Regions from separate parts of the Mus musculus genome. Here region 2 is linked to region 1. A link is a contact called in public HiChIP or PLAC-seq data. All regions are on one chromosome and are shown on one strand. The core of a region is the stretch at or near the end of the contact, and the rest is flanking DNA. Distances in the headings are between cores, read along the strand shown.

Region 1 (4,025 bases), core at 842-3,341:
GCAAAGTCCAACAGATATTTTAAAAGAGAACTGACAGTTTTGTGTGGGGAAGAGTGACACCCTGATGGGGGAAAAGACCCTATACCCCCTCCATCCTCTCTGCTCCATTAGGGTTGTGGTAAGAAATTTGGGGGACCCTGGCAGAGGCTCCGGGACAGGGTGATGAAATGAGGTTTGGGCAAGAGGCCAGGGTGCGGGGTGGGGGTTGGGTGGGGACCTTGAAAAGCTCAAATTCAACGGCTGTGGCCTAGTTATCTTTCTGTTTTTCCATCCCTAAGTCCCTCAGATAAAGTTAAAAAAACTGTCCCTTCCCCAACCAAATTAGCTAGAGTTAATCCCACCCCCAGCCCCCTAATTAAATAACAGCTAAAATCAGATGACTTCTGACAAAGGTCCAATCAAGCCCTAAGATCCCAGGGTCGGTGTAGGTGCTGCCATGGGCAGAGAGAGGCTCAGAGCTAGTAGGTGGAGAAACACCTACTGCTGTCATCAAAGGGGTTCAGGAATATGGCATCTGGGGTCCCTTAGCCCAGCAGTTGGGACCGTCACTTTTCTCTTACTTCCAGACCTCCTCTCCTTATTTAAACAAACACGTTTGTTTCAATGTGGCCTCTAATTTTCCCAAGCCTCTGGGCACCAGTCTAGGTCTGCTTACTACCCGGAAATAAGGATTCTCCATAGAGATTTTCAGGAACCTTCGTTCTGATGCTCTTGGGCCCAGAGAGCCTATATCTTTCTCAGCTTCCGACCCTAGTCCCAGAAGTCTGAGTTCTACTACAGCCGACAAGCTACAGGAAATCAGCTTTTCTCTTCCTCCCAAGAGCTAGAGCAAGAGGGAAACCGCCCACCCCCCTTCAGGCGCGCGCACTCACACCCCTCCCGACACATCCGTGCACCGCCCTGGATTGATCCGGCCACTAGCCCTAGTACCCCCAGTGCCAGGGTTCTGGGATTCTCCCCAAGTTCTTGGATCTCTTCGCCTGAAGAGACTGGGGGTGGGAGGCAATTCAGGAGAATGAGGAGAAAGGGGAGGGAGCCTTCGTCTTCCTCCCGGGTCTTTCCCGAGTCTGAGTTGATGGGGGAGGGGAGGATGAGACTGGCCCCCACATAACCTTCCGACCCTCTCAGTCTGTCTTTCCTCTTACGGCACACGCTTACCCAGCTCCAACCCTCTCAATAGCCCCACCGAGGATCTCGAGGTTCTTCCACTGCCTCCTAAGGCCCTGCCCGGCCTCCGCACCCCCCTCGACTCCCACCCGCCACAGGTCTCCCGCAGCCCACAGATCGCCAGAGACCCTAAGCTTTCTGCGCCCTCTCCTCCCGGTTGGCCCTTAGACCCTGCCTGTACTTCTCCAGCTTCTAGATTCGGGTCCTCTCCTCATGCCACACAAGTTTCGACACCGATCTCACACTCCACGTCGGCCACGGTCCCTCCCTGCTGCAGCGCGGGCCCCCAATTCTAGCTTGGGCCCCCAACTCAAGTCTTGGTCTTTCCAAACTCCGCCCTCCAACTCAAGTCCTGGTCGCTTCCAGTCCTCGGCGCGCCCCCAGTTTCCAGGTGGCCCCCTGCCCGCTTCCCGCCGCCAACCTCGCCACTCACCCGTCCCTTCCCGGCCGGTAAAACTCCACGGAGAAGCCAAAAAGGGAGCCGGGGGGCCCGGAGAGCACCGCCGGGGCCTCCGCGTCTAGGTTGAAGCCCCCAACCTGGAGTGGTGGCGGCCACAGTAGCAGCAGCAGAGGCAGCAGCGGCGGTAGGCGTCGGGGCCCCCAGCGCAGCAGCACCGCGTGGAGAGGAGATCGAGGCGACCGTGGCGTCCAGCTCCCCATAGTGCCCGCTCTTCCCTGTCCTGGGGCCACCGACCCGGAGCCGCTTCCTAAACCTCCCAGAGGCGAATGACTCAACGCGGGGAGGAGTTTGCCAAACTCCCGGCTGGGCCCTCCCCCCGGCCGCCGGGCCGGCTGGCGGGGGGGCATTCCTGGGTCCCGGGGACGCCGAGGCCGCGCCCCGCACCCGAAGGGGCGTGGGGGGCCGCACCTCTGAACCCTGGCTCCGGCCCCAGCTGGAGGCCGGTGGTCTGGCCTGGCTCAGACTGGGCGGGCTTGGGTTCTTCGCCCTCCTCTCCGCTTCCCCCTCCTCCCTCCCCCTCCTTTCCAGATGTACAACGTAAACGCTCGGAAAAGTAGTCGGAAAAGGGAGCAGAAAATTTCCTAATGAGGAAAGGAATCACCTCTGGGGGGCGGAGGGAGCCTGAATATTGTGTGTGTGTGTCTCCCTCATTTCTTCAGGAAAAAAACTTTGGGGTCGAGAGACAGGGGACTCCTCTGGCGTCCGGCCAACAGGGATTCCCCTTGCCTTCCGGGGCCACTGGGTGCCTGGGTTCTGGCCAGCTAGATTGGGACTCTGCAGCCCAGTCACTGAACGCTCCCCAGACAGCCTCCTGGGGTAGCTTCGTTGGCCTCGGGAATTCCGCGGCTGCCCCTCCCCAAGCTGATAGAGTGGAAAGCATAGGACTTTTGGGGTCTCTGACACAGGAGCATTGGGCTTTATTTGCTAACGTTGGGTTTGGAAGTCTCTGTTCTGGCCCTTTCTTGGATTTGATACCTGACCAAGTGGCCAACCTCTCAATTCAGTTCCTTCATCAGATTGCCTGATTTCCTGGATAAGCCCCAGAAAGATAAGTGATGGGTAGCAGTTGTGATGGTGGTGGTGGGGAGTCTTCAAAGGGAACCAACTTTCAGCTTCTGTTGGCCATCTGAAACCCAAGACACTTGCATTATTTGTGTAAGTAGAGGAAGGGGTGGTAGTAAGTGAAGGTACCTTGTTAGCCCCTAGCTCAGGCTGTGTGTGATGAGATCACCTTTCAGGATTCTGGTCTTTATCTTAGTCTGGGGGGAGGGGAGAGAGGCCTACAGTCTCCCCTAATCCCCTTTGCTTTCTACTCCCTTCTCAGCCTTTTTCCTCCAGGACTTCTCCCCTTTCAGAATAAGGCCCACAGAGTAAAATCCTGCCCTCTTCTTGCCCTTCTCTTTTGACCCGTTGTGGCCTGAGGGGATGCTGAATAAAAATCCCAGAGTCATTTTTTTTTTTTTCCTGCTGCATGCTTCCTCTCATCTGTTACTCTTACTCTGCTTTCTGTCCTCAGTCACCCAGCTAGATCTTCAAAAGCAGATCTCCAGGGCCAATTGCAGCCCCAGAGAGAGGCCAGCTGAACAGACTACAGCCTAACCCTGGCTCCATTCCACTTTCACATCTGCAGGTCCTGACCCTTCGTCAGGTGGGAAACATAAGGAATCTGTGGGTCAGGATCTGAGGCAAGCAGTACCCAAAGTCAACCTCTGGTGTGATTGGCCAGGGGGGGAACCCAGGTGAAGAGGAGAATGGACTTTTATTTACTGTTTATAGACATTCATGTGAGGCTTGGGTCCCACATGTGTGAATCCAGCCCTCTCCTTTCTCAGCCCAGACTTTTAGATTTTTTTCCCAGGATTTAGGAGCTGGGGAGGAAGGGGGGAGGTATACAGCTAGGGAGGTGTGTGACTCAGATCCTCCCAGGAGCCTTGGTGGGGGACAGGGGACATAGTGTCCTGCCTTGGTCCTCCTCCTCCTCAATCCCCCAACATTGGCCAACTCAAACAGGCACCCTCCCTGTCCATTCCTCGCTCCTGTTTACGCAGGAGCCCCTTAGTCATTCTCTGGCTAGCTGTTCCACTCTCCCCAATATCCCTCCTCTCTTGGCTCTCTCTGCCCTTATAAGTCCTCACCCAGTGGCCCTGACACCTCTAGCTTTCTCACTTGCCTTCCTTGCCTTTGCCTAGCCTCCCTTTGCTCTGCTTCTTGTTGAGTCTGAACTGGAATTTCTTCCTGCTTGGAGGGACTTCAGCATAACCCTCCAGGCCAGTAAGAGAAAGATCCCCAGAGGGTGTCCATTTAATCTTTCTTTAGAAGAGAAAATTGCTATAGAGTGATGACTTGTTTAAGGTCACATGACTAACCAGTTACGGAGTGTTTAGGACCTGAGTGCTTA
Region 2 (4,329 bases), core at 697-3,196, 36 kb after region 1:
TTTCCAAAACTGGTTCAGAATTCCTCCCTGAAGTGCAGCATGCAGTTTTGTTTTGTTATTACCGAAACAAACAAATCAAAAGTTACTTATCTCCGGACTTTGGGGGCACATAGGTGGTTCATTCCTTCTCAATATATTAACATCATCTCCAGAAGAAATATTATAGTTACCCCCTTAAGATTACATAGCTACAGGAAGGGATAATATGCTCATGCTGATCTTTTTTTTTTAATTTACTTATTTATTATATGTGAGTACACTGTAGCTGTCTTCAGACACTCCAGAAGAGGGAGTGTCTCAGATCTCATTATGGTGGTTGTGAGCCACCATGTGGTTACTGGAATTTGAACTCAGGACCTTTGAAAGAGCAGTCAGTGCTCTTAACCGCTGAGCCATCTCTCCAGCCCACTCATGCTGATTTTAAAGCAATTTTTAGAGCTTGAAAATAAAATAGAACACAGCTTTGCTCGTTAGGAAAGAAATGTGCTTTAGGTAAAAGTCTTGGAAATACCAAGTCCATACACAAGGAGCTACTCACCCTCCCCGTCTATCACCTGCAAACAAGCCTACAAGAGCACTTGGAAGTATTTGTCAGTGTGCTTCTTCCAAGTCCTTCTTTATGCACATGGCTTTAAAACAAGCTAAACCTGCCCCAAAACAACCAAAGCTGGCCTAGAAGGGCCAGGAATGCAGCACAGTGGTACAGTTTAGCATGTGTGAATTCCTGGGTTCAATCCTCATCACAGGAACAAAAAACGAAACAAACTGCTACAAAAACGGCTCCAGGGCCAGACATGGTGGCTTATGTTTGTAAACCAGCCTAGGATAAGTAAGAGGGGGTTGGTGGTGTGGAAATGCCACGAGTTCCAGACAAGCATGAGCTACAGAGTGAGACCATCTTTTATTTTTTAATGTTTTTTTGTTTGTTTGTTTTTTCGAGACAGGGTTTCTCTGTGTAGCCCTGGCTGTCCTGGAACTCACTTTGTAGACCACGCTGGCCTCGAACTTAAAAATCCGCCTGCCTCTGCCTCCCAAGTGCTAGAACTAAAGGTGTGCGCCACCACTGCCCAGCTTTTTAAAGGTTTTTCAAGACAGGGCTTCTCTGTGTAGCTGTCTGGAACTCTCTCTTTGTAAGCTAGAGCAGGCCTTGAACAACACAGGCTTAAAAAATGTGCCAAGAGGTGGTGTCACGCATGCCTTTAATTCCTGCACTTGGGAGGCAGAGGCAGGCAATCTCTTGAGTTCAAGGCCAGCCAGAGCTACACAGAGAAAACCTCTTTTGAAAAACCAAAGAGTGAAACAAAACAAAAATCTAAATTGCTATGCACATATCCCAAGGCAATAATGAGGGCCCCTCACACATTTATACTCTCAATTCAAATCAAATGCGACAGGTGGAAAGCCCATGCTTTCTCCAATTATCCATTTGAGCCTCCCTTTGTTCCTATAGAATCCACAGCTAGCTTGATAGTATATTTTCTAGGTAGAATATAGGGAGATACCCGCCCTGCCCAAACTTAACCCCTGCTGGAAATATTCAAGCAGAGAGATGTCTAAATGAGAATGGGGAGTTTTGCAGTACATAAGATATCTCAGAGATAGTGGATGAACAGATGTATTGTTCAGGAAAAGCCCAGGTTTTTATTTTTTGCTTGTTTTTGTTTTTCTGATACATGGTTTCTCTGTGTACTGCTGGCTTTCTTGGAACTGCTTTGTAGACCAGCTGACCTTAACTCAAGAGGTTATCCTGCCTCTGCCTCCTGAGTGTTGGGATTAAAGGTATAAAAAGCCCAGTTTTTTAAATTCTTAAAAGATTTTGGTCTACAAATGCCAGAAACATAAACACATAGTTACTTTTTTTAACCCAAGTTTTCTGTCTATGTTAGCTGGACTCTGTACAACAGCTTCACATCACTGTATCATTAACTAGAATGGGAAGTGATTTTTTTTCTTAATTTGAGGTTAGTAGGTATTTAACCAAACTATCAAGCTGTCTTTTTTAGCAATATATAAATATTTGGCATTAAATAATTGAGGAGTAAAGTCTCAGCAGTTTAAAAAAAAAAAGTACTTGCCAGTTTGAAAGTCACAGACAGTTTACTGTTCTATAATTAGATAAAGAGAAAAAAGAAGAACCCTTGGTAGCAGGAATAAGCAAGAGTCTTCCACAGTCTGGCATCTGCAAGGAAATGAGAAAAAAGTTTTTACTTCCCTTCAGTGACAGAAGTACCAACTACATCTGACACAGTTGACACAATCCCTCAAACTCTTATGAGAGCTGTCCCAGAAATTTACTGTTGTTAATGGCAGGACACCGAGTACCTGCTGACCCTCTTCTCTTTAGTACCTCTGTGTACATGAAAATTTGCTAATTGAATTAAAAACATTCTTCACAGTCATTAATGTACATTTCTGTGTCAAAAGCTTCTCAAGTGAGAACTGAATCTGTAGGCAACTGACTACTTTGAACAATTCTTCAATAAATAAATTCTAATTAACTTAATTTTGGTATTTTTCCTCTCAAATACTTTATTACTCAATTAAAAATATTGATATATGTATCTGTGTGTATGAAGACTTTTAATTATATTCATTCAGGGCTGCAGAGATGGCTCAGTAGTTAAGAGCATTTGTTGCTTTCGCAGAGGACCCAGGTTTAATTCCCAACACTCAAAAGGTGGTTCACAACCATCTATAACTCCATTTCTGGGGAATCTGATGCCCTCTTCTGACCTCCACGGGCAACTAGTGAAGTTAAAAAGCCAAATGCCATCCAGATGTGGTACCACACACCTTAAATCCTAGCACTTAAGAGACAAAGAAAGGTGGATCTCCATGAGTTGGAAGCCAGCCTGGTTTAGTTCCAGGACAGCTAGGGTTACATAATCAAGAGACCTTGTCTCAAAAAAAGTGGGTTGGGGTGAGTGGGAGAAAGCACTTTGTTTTTATCTTATGAGAAGCTTCTCCTATGCTTTCATTATAGAGTTGTCTTTTTTATTTACTAAACAGCTATATACTGTATTGATCATCAGACATTTTGTACAACATATTAAGAGAACAATTCAAAGTTCCTCATATTTATCCAGGTCTGTTCAATGTATTTTTTCTGATACACCTTAGTGTATCTTTCTTCTGTGGCCAAAGTTCATTTTCTTGTTTCCAGATGTACTTAACAATTTAAAGTCAAAACCTACCAAGCTGAGTATGGGTGGCACACACCTTTAATTCCAGTGCTTATAAGCGGGCAGAGGCAGGCAGAGTTTGAGGGTAGCCTAGTATACAGAGCAAATTTCAGGACAGCCAGAGCTATATAGAGAAATCATGTCTCAGAAAAAAAGAGAAAAAGGTCAAAACCTATGAAAAGTGGCTAATTGCTAGAAGAAACTGATAAATTTCTAGCAATGATTATTAAAGAGTATTTCTTTTTATTATTTTTTAATGCTTTATTTTAAACTTTTATTTTTGAGACAGGGTTTCACTATATAGTTCTAGCTGTCCTGGAACTCACTCTGTAGACCAGGCTGGTCTTTGACTCAGAGATTCTCCTACTTCTGACTCTCTTGAATGCTGTGATTAAAGACTAAGACACCATGCCTGGCTGGGTGTTTCCACTTAGCTTTTGCAGTTCTAATCAGGAAAAACATTAGTTTAAAATGGACTCCACCACAGATTTATCTGCTTCACTTGAGATTGGTACTGGCTAGCAACAGGCCAACGACTCATTTATTTGATAAACATTCACTGAAGGACTAGTATCTGCAAGACAGCTGAAATAGAATCCTATCCCAGCCTTCCTAAAGTCCCTATCCCATGAGCAGTAGGGCTGGGCAATCTTAGGCAAGGCAGCCAAGCTTAGCCCTATGTTACACAGGGAAGAGCTTCCAGGTTTCATCTGGGAAAAGGAGATTTTTTGTGTGGTTTTTCACACACACACACACATACACACACATACACACACACCAAAATAACTAAATAATATCAATATTGCAAGACTCTTAAGAGACCCCAAAAATTTAAATGCCCAATTAGAAGAATATGGATTTAAAAAATGATAGTTAAACAGTACTGCATTGAGAAAGCATTGCAGATCAGTGAATCACAGCTGTTAGATTAATCTTACTCCATTACAAAAGGCAGGATAGATCTAGACTGCAACTTCAATGTCAAAACAAGCAAACAAACAAACAAACAAAACAGTGCACACTAGTATCAGGGAAAAGAACTTAGCATGGTAACAGAATTCTAATTTAAGTAGTAAATGCCTATTCATTAGTATGTAAAGCCATATAGAGGCTATATTCATAAAAAGTACATGCACATCCAAAGCTT

What was found. HiChIP or PLAC-seq counts read pairs in DNA pulled down with a chosen protein or histone mark.
Region 2: an H3K27ac HiChIP or PLAC-seq map of microglia shows a contact between it and region 1, with 3 times the contacts expected there. The contact joins the enhancer-like site here to the promoter of Itga5 in region 1. A contact is called at or near these places in 4 of 39 promoter capture datasets (the HPC-7 cell line, embryonic stem cells, hippocampal neurons and 1 more), 1 of 15 datasets of contacts at CTCF or cohesin (the NIH/3T3 cell line), 18 of 484 Hi-C or Micro-C datasets (the C10 cell line, the C2C12 cell line, the G1E-ER4 cell line and 12 more), 7 of 115 datasets of contacts at active chromatin or transcription factors (bone marrow-derived macrophages, embryonic fibroblasts, embryonic stem cells and 1 more) and 3 of 9 other capture datasets (adipose tissue, liver and pancreatic islet).

The regions. Positions count from the first base shown.
Region 1 is chr15:103,364,700-103,368,724 of GRCm38.p6, forward strand. It overlaps Itga5 (integrin alpha 5 (fibronectin receptor alpha)), which reads right to left and starts at 2,092. Exons shown (of 30, transcript NM_010577.4): 1 at 1,601-2,092. The coding sequence starts at 1,827.
Region 2 is chr15:103,400,380-103,404,708 of GRCm38.p6, forward strand. Gtsf1 (gametocyte specific factor 1) reads right to left here. Exons shown (of 9, transcript NM_028797.1): 9 at 2,079-2,179. Among named protein-coding and RNA genes, the nearest start is that of Gm52195, 8.1 kb to the right of the region's middle. Within about 2 kb of position 1,947, at least 9 of the 459 cell types and tissues checked have an H3K27ac peak or open chromatin away from gene starts, as enhancers often do. A contact at or near this core is called in bone marrow-derived macrophages, microglia and pre-B cells, where this site is marked.